Regions from separate parts of the Mus musculus genome. Here region 2 is linked to region 1. Evidence: chromatin contacts called from public promoter capture Hi-C data. All regions are on one chromosome and are shown on one strand. Each heading gives the region's core, a stretch centred on a gene start, on an enhancer-like site or on the middle of the called end of the contact. The rest is flanking DNA. Distances are from core to core; before and after follow the strand shown.

Region 1 (4,457 bases), core at 542-3,041:
ACAAGACCTTTAGTTTGGTCCTACCACATAGCCCACCCGCCATGAAATGAAAGACCAGCTCTCACTCACATTTTTGGTAATAAGCTACCAGGGCCTTTGAGATGGACTGTCGGATGGCTGCAAGACACAATGACCAAAAAGCTTAGTGAAGACCCAGTCCTTCCAGGAGCTGCCTCACACCCATAGGCTTAGATCCTGAGACTTACCATAAATTTGGGCCACATGTCCACCACCCTTCACACGGACCCGAATATCCACACCAGCAAATCGCTCCTTGCCCAGAAGCAAAACAGGCTCCAGTAACTAGAGAAATGGGAAAATATGGGGTTAGGGAGTTAAGTCATACCCTGACTTAACCACTCTCCATGGACATTCATCATCTCCCTTTGTGTGGTTCCCACCATCACCAGAATCAAGGAGGCAGCCTATCCTAGGATCCCTGTGCCCCTCAGAGTCCCATGTATATGTGCCCATAGAGACCAGAAGAGGGCCTGAGACACCGAGGAGCTGGAATCATGGAGTGACAGGCAACTATGAACTTCCCCAAACAGGAAGCAAGGTCAGACAGGTCCACTGTTCTCACAGTGGTCATTCCATCTTCTCTTTGGATCAAATTTGTCCAATACCTAGGACCAGTCTATCCAGAAGCTCCCCGAGTGGCAGGCCTAGAGCCACCTCCATCACTGGTGTTGGCCCAATTCACAACACAGGGTACACACACCAATCGTTCAAATAAACTGACAGACTGTCCTTTTTAGTCACCTGACAGACTTGGATTAGACTAAGCACGGGGGTCTAGTGGCATTAACATCAACACTACCATTAGAATGCATTGTCTGCAAGGTATGATATTCCTTCTTACATGTACCAAAACTCATACAACAATGAGTTCTGGGTTGCAAAAGAGGATTTGTTCTTGCACTTGTTTTCCAGTTTTTGCCCACTAGTTCAACAAAAACCCATACAAGTGCTACCAATGTTAGACTTCAGAGGACTCCTATTGTATTTTTCAAGGTTCCACGTTGTAGCCCCATGCTGACCTAAACGGCGGCGCTTTGGATTCGTAACTCGTAGTATGCTATCCTCCAAGGAGCTAGGAGTATACACATGAGCTGTAAACTCATACTTCTAGACCAGAAATCGTCAATTAGGTCGGATACACTGTGCTATTCTCCTGGCCACGGGCCCCTCGCATCTGGAGAGCTTCGAGGTTATAGAATAGGCCACGTTTTCATGTATTTTACCAGCTCCGACTTCATCTTTCCCGAGCCCAGGTTAAGGTCTACCGCGAGGTAAGCCATCCTCCTTCCCCCACCTCAACTCCCTATCATCCCGGGGCCTTCCCTTCCGTCTCGCCACCCGGACGCCCATGCCCGACCCCAACACCTTGTACTGCAGCGTGCGCGGCTCGATCATCTCCAGGGGACGTCCGTTCACCTTGATGAGCCCATTTCCCCGTTTGCAGTGGGCCACAGCCGTGGCTGTTTTCTGTGAAGGGCGAGGGAGACGGCGGGGCCGTGTGAGCGCGGGACCCTGGCTCAGCGGGCCCCAGCTCATCATGTCACCCAGCCAGGGCCTTCTCACCCCCCTCCCCACCCCCACCTCTTTCTATGCCGCCCCTGGCACACCTTGCGTCCGAAGACCTGCACGGACTGCAGCGGACCCTTGGACGGCATAGCTCCGAGCACAAGCACGAGCTCCACACCGCGCAGCGCCGCGACCGGAAAAGGGAAGCGCGGGGCCAACCCAGCCGATTTTTCAGGGTCTGCGCAGGCGCATTGAGTGCTACGTCACGACAGAAGCGGGCTTTACGGCTGACGTCGAAGCCTGAGAGGGGACGTGTGAATTGCGGCGGGAACGCCTTCAGGCAAGGGAGGGGGCGGTGTCGGAGGGGAAGGGGCGGAGCTGTGCGGGACCCGGAGGGTGGGGACTCCGTCCAGAACTCGGAAGATGGGGCTGGCCTCCTTTTTCCATTGCTTTTCCGCAGCCTTGGTCTTGACTTTCGGCCAGTTCTTATAGACATTCCTGCTCTTCGATGCTCTCCTTCGGCGCTTCTCCAGGCCGATTCTCACCCTCTTCCTCCCACCCTTTCCCAGGATCCCCATCCCATCGGAGTCTTCCCGCATCCACTATGCTAAGTCAAGCTGGCTTTTCAGAATCTTGCCTCCAGAACCCTCTTTCCTAGCCCTTACGATCCCCCGTCGCGAATCAGCCTTTCACCAGAATTGCCTTCCTCTTCTTCCCAGGAAACCTGACCCCTTAAAAGCCCTTTCCAGCGCTCTCCTAAATAAACTTCTCTTGCCTTCTGGTTGTGCCTTATATACGTTTTTTTTCCTCACAGACTCGGGCCTTCGCCTGCTTTCGCTGCCAAAATTAACTACCTCTTTGGTGGCTCCTCTCCCCAGCAACTGCTCCAGGGACATTGTTCTCCCAGCTTGACCCTCCCCTAGAGAACTACCCTCAGGACCTGTCTTCAGGGCAGTTATCTTAGATCATTATCCAGAATCCTCCAAGTAGCCTTGTTTTAAGATTTAATACTTTTTTCGAGGGCAGGTTCCCGAGGGAGGCCTCCAATCTCCTTGGAAATGTAGTTACAGGGTGTCTGAGCCACACCCAACTTGTGTACCTGTAACCAAACTCAGGTCCTCTCTAGGAAAAGCAGTTAGTGCTTTTAACCACCATCTTTCCAACTTCCAAGTGACCGTAATGCTCCTCTAAACCCTCCGCTCTATGTGTTTACTCCACAGAATTCTCCAGCCTACCAACCTGAGGAAAACCAGCTTTTAACTTTTCCATAGTACCCACCCCAGAATTGTTCTAAGTCACTGGGCAACAGCTTCTCAGGATTGCCTCAGTTTCTCTTGCAGCACAGGGTGTGGAGGACATTAAGGGATGTGGAGACATTTGGAAGGCAGAGTTGTCAACAAAAAGACTAGGTATGGTCATGTGCACCTGTAACACTAACACTTGGAAGGAGGAGGAAGGGTCAGGAGGAATCCCGACGCCATCCTCTCCTCATTATGAATATCTGGCCAGCCTGGGCTACATGTGACCCTGCTTCAGAAAGAAAAGAAACTAGCTAGCGAAATGCCCAAGCCTGAGGGCCCGAGTTTGGTTCCTGGGACTCACAGAGTAGAAGGAGAGAACAAACTCCTGCAGGCTGTCTTCCAAGCTCCACATGTGCACGCGCATACACAGACACACACTTGAATGTAATAAGATGGAAGACACACAGTGGATCTCTGGATTAAAGGTCAGTGCTCCAGGCCAGCCCAAACCAAAGCATAGCACTGTCCACACTGGCGTGACCATGCCTTGGCAGTGGTAACTCCTTCTTGGAGCTGGGAAGTTAGGGGAAAACCACTGGGCTCTGTGTGCAAGCAGTTATGCATGCTTGAACACGCTCACAGGAAACAGTAGGGCTGATGTTCTGGATTTCTGACCCACTACCACAATCTTCAGCAGATAAACGTCTTTCAGACACATAAGTGATAATCATGTTGATTACAGTCACACTTAAACAGCGCTTGCTCTTCGCCAGGTGCTGATCTACTCTAAATGTGCCGAGTGCGTTGGCGAGTGTTCTCTCTAGGCTGGCTAACTCCGAGGTGGGCAGACATATGATGGCTACACAGCACAATATTTGTCCTGGACATCATAGATTCATATTTGTCAACTTCCAGCAGATGGCAGTAAAATTCTTTGTCCTGCCCTGGTGGGTCCTTCTGTCCACCCACTCCCTTACAGCCCACCCCCTACTCCCCTGCTCCATCTCTCAATTTCTTTTGGAGTCCAGTCTGGCTGGAAGTCACAATATAGCTAAGGAGAAGCTGACTTTGAATCCCTGATCCTCCTGCCTCCACCTCCCCAGTACGGGGACTACAGATGTGTATGTACTTCTGCATCCAGTTTTAAGTGTCTTAAGGAAAGGGCGCATCTTTTTCCTTTTGTTTGTTTGTTTTTTGTTTTTCGAGACAGGGTTTCTCTGTATAGTCCTGGCTGTCCTGGAACTCACTTTGTAGACCAGGCTGGCCTCAAACTCAGAAATCTGCCTGCCTCTGCCTCCAGAGTGCTGGGCCACCATGCCCGGCATTTGAGTGTGTTTTAAGATTTCTTTTACTAGCCAGGCCATGGTAGTGCACGCCTTTAATCCCAGCACTTGGGAGGCAGAGGCATGCGGAGTTCTGAGTTTGAGGATAGCCAGGGCCTCACAGAGAAACCCTGTCTCAAAAAACAAACAAAAAGATTTATGCTCCCTCTCTCACTCTCTTCCCCTCCTCTCCCCTCCTTCCCCTCTCCTGTGTGTGTGTGTGTGTGTGTGTGTGTGTGTGTGTGTGTGTGTGTGTGTGTGTACACAGACCCAAAGAAGTCAGGTACCCAGGTACCCAAAGAGGTTGGAAGAAGGCATCAAATCCGCTGGATTTACAGTCAGTGTGAGCTTCCCAACAGAACGTCAC
Region 2 (4,457 bases), core at 1,331-3,830, 2.2 Mb before region 1:
TGTGTCAGAGATGAACGGGCTGTCCTGGGTGGGTCCAGCTCCCCCCAGAGCAGCTGGAGGCCAACTCTCTCACCCTTGTTCTTCACTCTAGATGTTTGGCGCTCAGCTGTGGGCTTCCTCTTCTGGGTGATCATTCTCGCCACCTGGATCACCATCTTCCAGATCTACCGGCCCCGCTGGGGCGCTCTTGGGGACTACCTCTCCTTCACCATTCCCCTGGGCACTCCCTAACAACTTCATAAGCTGCTGATCTGTTCTTTCTCCCAGGATGAAGGCTTCTCTGCTCTAGGCTTTCCCTCAGACCCTGAAGACATCTGTTTCTCATTTCCCATCTGCCCCAATAAAGGACCCTAACTTTAAATATTGAGTTCTTGGGATCTTTCGGAGCCAGAAGGATAAAATGATTGCTAACACTCAAAGGCACTTACTGAATGTGTTACATGTTAGGCTTTGTGCTTTTACCCAGTGTATGAATTTTTATTTATTAACTACTGTTCGTACCTTTCTGAAATAAGAACTTTCCTACTTCGGAAAGAAATGACGCTCCCACTTTGAGGGGCCCCTATCTTGCACTAGTAGTTGTGAATTTAAGATTTATTTACTTTATGTATATGAGGACACCAGTGCTCTCTTCAGAGACTCCAGAAGAGGGCATCTGGGTGTCAGCCACCATGTGGTGGCTGGGATTTGAACTCAGGACCCGTAGAAGAGCAGTCAGTGCTCTTACCCGCTGAGCCACCTCTCCAGCCGGGTAGTTGTGGATTTAAAAACACAACTTTCTGAACTGGAGCAGTAGTTTACTGGCAGTGCACTCTGTTAACATTCCTAGCCTGACAAACCAAGCAAGAAAATCACTTTCTTGTTCTAGGCTTTGGTAGTCTCTGCCAAGGAAGAATTCACATTTCTCCCTCTAAGGGAGGTGTCTTATCCAGGAGCTTCCTTAGGACAGCTTCCTTGACTTTCCTATTCTTTATTCTTGTTGTTGTTGTTTTGTTTGTTTTTTTTTTTTTTTTTTTGGTTTTTCGAGACAGGGTTTCTCTGTGTAGCCCTCGCCATCCTGGAACTCACTCTGTAGACCAGGCTGGCCTCGAACTCAGAAATCCACCTGCCTCTGCCTCCCGAGTGCTGGGATTAAAGGCGTGCGCCGCCACCACCCAGCCTATTCTTTATTCTTGATTTAGTTTTGTGTGTGTGTGTGTGTGTACTTTTATGTAGTGCCCATGGGAACCAGAAGAGGACATCAGCATCCTCTAGAACTGCAATTATACATGGTTGTTAGACACCATGTGAATCCCCTTAACTACTGCGCTCAACAAGTGAGCAAGCCCTTTCTCTGGCATCTTGATCTTCTCATTTAAAATTTCATGGCCAGTCAGTGGTGGTGCACGTCTTTTATCCCAGCACTTGGGAGGCAGAGGCAGGCAGATTTCTGAGTTCGAGGCCAGCCTGGTCTACAAAGTGAGTTCCAGGACAGCCAGGGCTACACAGAGAAACCCTGTCTCAAAAATAAATAAATAAATATTTCATGATTTTGGTGGCTTATGTCTGAAACCACAGCACTTGGGAAGCAGAGGCATGGTGGATTTCTGTGACTTCCAGGCCAGCTGGGGTTTGTAGTGATACCCTGTGTCAACATAATTTCAGCAAAGAGTCTAGTGAGATAACTCAATGGTAGGGACACTTGCTGCCAGTCATGACCTGCGTTTGATCCTCAAATCCTGTAAGTGATCTGACTGCTACAGGTGTGCCCCACCCCCCAATAAGTTAAGAAAAGCATATACCCAACAGGTTGTTGTGTTAATCACACACTGGGGAGGCTGAGGCAGGAGGCCTTCCGGGAGTTCAGAGACAGCTTGGGTCACATACATAATGAGCTTCAGGCTAGACTGAGCCAGAGTGAGGCAATAAATAAATAATGATAAAGTCTCAGTCCCCACTTTGATGTTCCCTATTGAGTATTTTTACATATTTGTGTGTTCCCATTACATTTCACTTAGAATTTTTGGCTTGTTTATTGACTATCGTCTATCCTCTACACGATAAGACACATTCTCAGCAAGGATTTTTGCCTGTTTTGCTCGTTAAAGCGTCCTCACTATGTGGATGAGTACCCAGCGCTTTTAGTATTTAAATGAAAGAGAGTTAGCTGAGAAATACACCTAGCGAGCTCTCTGTCAGAAAGGATCCAGTCCGTCTCCAGAATGATCTTCCTGTGAAGGATGTCAGTGACTATGATAGTTACTTAGGAGCTGGAAATAGGTTTAGTGGCAATACTAAAATATAACACTACAAATCCCGAAAAGCCTTGGGATGTCTGAGTCTTTGCTTCCCATAGTGCTCCTTGCGGCGCAGGCGCATTACCTCCGTCTTGAGCCTCGGAAGTTTGAATCACAACCCCCACCTCCGCCCCCCAGGTGCCTGGCTTGTCGTTGGTTTGTTTCCGGATACAGGGCCTCGGGAAGGTGGAGCCTAAGGCTGGGAGCCAATAGTACAGGCTGTCAATTGGCCAGCAAATGAAATTGACGTTTTCATCAACTAGTGGGAAAAAGCAGTTGCCAAAGGGTCCCGCCTACAGAAGGGGAAGAAGGGAAGTGGCCGCCAAGGCAGTCGCGGCTGGACAGTGCTCAGGCCCGAGGACCAGTGGTGCCCAGACTTACCTTTGACCTTTCCCTGCCCGCCTTCCGCCTAGCTTTTGAACCACACCTCCTCCAAGTTTTTCTGATCCAGCGCATTAGACCTGCACCCAAATCATGTTCCCGGTAAAGGTGAAAGTGGAGAAATCAGGTGAGGACTGGGGATCCAGGAGAGATATGTTAATAGTGAAAAAGCGGAGTACGCGACATCTCTCTGCAGCCCATATGACAGGATCCTCTAAAAAGGGTCCTTTTCTTTTTCTACCTCACTTTCCCCATTTCTGACAGTGGGCATGAGTCATCAATTGTGGAGTGTCCCTGAATCAATCCTCACTGGCTGTGCATTCCAATAACGCTAGGGTGTAGGGTGATAAATAGACAAGGTGGGAGGAGTGGCAGGGTGTAGGAAGGAAGCGGGCAGCAGAGCAGCTAGGGCGACTGCAGCCGTGAGGAAACGGAGGCAGAGAGATGGGAGGGGAGGAGGACAGATCTGTGGGTTCTGGGAAGGGACTTTCGACTTTTCCTTTGAGGGAAGTGGGTAGTCTAGGGAGGTTTTTGAAGAAGGAGTGAGTTGGTAAAGGTACACCCCAAAGTGCAAAAAAACAAACAAACAACAACAACAAAGCTTGAGTGGACATCCTCAGAGATGCAGTGAGTGGAGAGAGGGCTGTTCGTGTTGGCAGCTGCCTTTATTCCCAGGGCATGGAGAACAGAGACAAACGGATCTCTGAAGTCAAGGCCAGTTTGACCTACTTAGCAAACAACATGCCAACCCAAGGCTATATAGTGAAGAACTGGGGGTGGGAGGAGAGAAATATATATAGTGGAGGGAGCCTCACTACAACTATGCAGGTAGGACAAGGGTGGGTTTGGAAACGCCAGACTGAGTACAGACCCCATTTTCTGGAGTCAGGATTGAAGACTCCTTGAGGGTTCTGTGCTGGAGAAGATCAAAGCCACGTTGTGTTGTCTGTCTGTCTTTGTATTTTTTCTTTCTTTTGCTTATTGTTTGAGAGAGGATCTTTCATTGCTGAGGCTGACCTTGAAACTCTTGATCCTCCTACCTCAGCCTCCAGAGTGCTGGGATAGCAGACATATGCTATTATGCCCAGTAGGCTTGGCTTTCTTTTAGGAAGGTTCTTTTGTCTGCATTATAAAAGGAGGTGGATCAGAAAAGATGACAGAGGCTAGGCGCTGGGTGGGAGGAAAAGGCGAGGTAGGGAGGGGATATATTGACAGACTCCCACAAGCCAAGTGAGCTGAGACTGGGGCTGGGAAAGGAGTGCCCACAGCGAGTCAGGAGCCTGTGGGCCAGCTAGTCACGCCTCATGGGAGAATCCAGGGAGTGGAGTGGGTTTCGAGGAGACCTCAGTGGGAATACCCTAAGGGCTGTCCATGGAAGGTGTCCAGATCCTAGATTCCTGAGTAGGTGTTGGAGAGAAAGAGCAGTGGTAGCAGCTGTGCCCTTGGCCCCGCCTAAGGCTCTGTCACCCTGGTTCTGTCTTTAGTTGGTCTCTCCACTGAGTGGCACTAAAGCTGCTTTCCAAGTAACTGGACCAGACAGGACGTAGGATCGCCTCCCACGGCGAATGTGGGAGGCGCACACAGAGCTGATTCCTACCTTCTACCCTCAGAGATGGAGATGGCCAAAGCCCGGAACCAGCTGGATGCCGTTCTTCAGTGTCTGCTGGAGAAGAGTCACATGGACAGGTTGGAACCTGGTCCAGCCTGGGGAACCACAGGGTGGGAGCTGTTTGGACTGACTCTGATTGTTGGAGGGGGGATGTGGATGGGAGGCTGGAGGGGCTGCCTAGGGTGAAAAGT

Evidence for each region. Capture Hi-C pulls out chosen DNA fragments and counts their contacts.
Region 2: a promoter capture Hi-C map of liver shows a contact between it and region 1, with 3 times the contacts expected there. The contact joins the promoter of Lin37 here to the promoter of Rps16 in region 1. A contact is called at or near these places in 4 of 39 promoter capture datasets (cranial neural crest, erythroid cells, hippocampal neurons and 1 more), 2 of 115 datasets of contacts at active chromatin or transcription factors (astrocytes and embryonic hindbrain) and 2 of 9 other capture datasets (liver and pancreatic islet).

Annotation. Positions count from the first base shown.
Region 1 is chr7:28,348,023-28,352,479 of GRCm38.p6, reverse strand. Rps16 (ribosomal protein S16) reads right to left here and starts at 1,791. Exons shown (of 5, transcript NM_013647.2): 1 at 1,629-1,791; 2 at 1,387-1,488; 3 at 207-303; 4 at 70-117. The coding sequence starts at 1,676. It overlaps AF357399 (snoRNA AF357399), which reads right to left and starts at 940; the gene lies at 847-940.
Region 2 is chr7:30,557,769-30,562,225 of GRCm38.p6, reverse strand. Lin37 (lin-37 homolog (C. elegans)) reads left to right here and starts at 2,580. Exons shown (of 9, transcript NM_029377.2): 1 at 2,580-2,784; 2 at 4,268-4,343. The coding sequence starts at 2,751. Psenen (presenilin enhancer gamma secretase subunit) reads left to right here. Exons shown (of 4, transcript NM_025498.3): 4 at 92-361. The coding sequence ends at 231.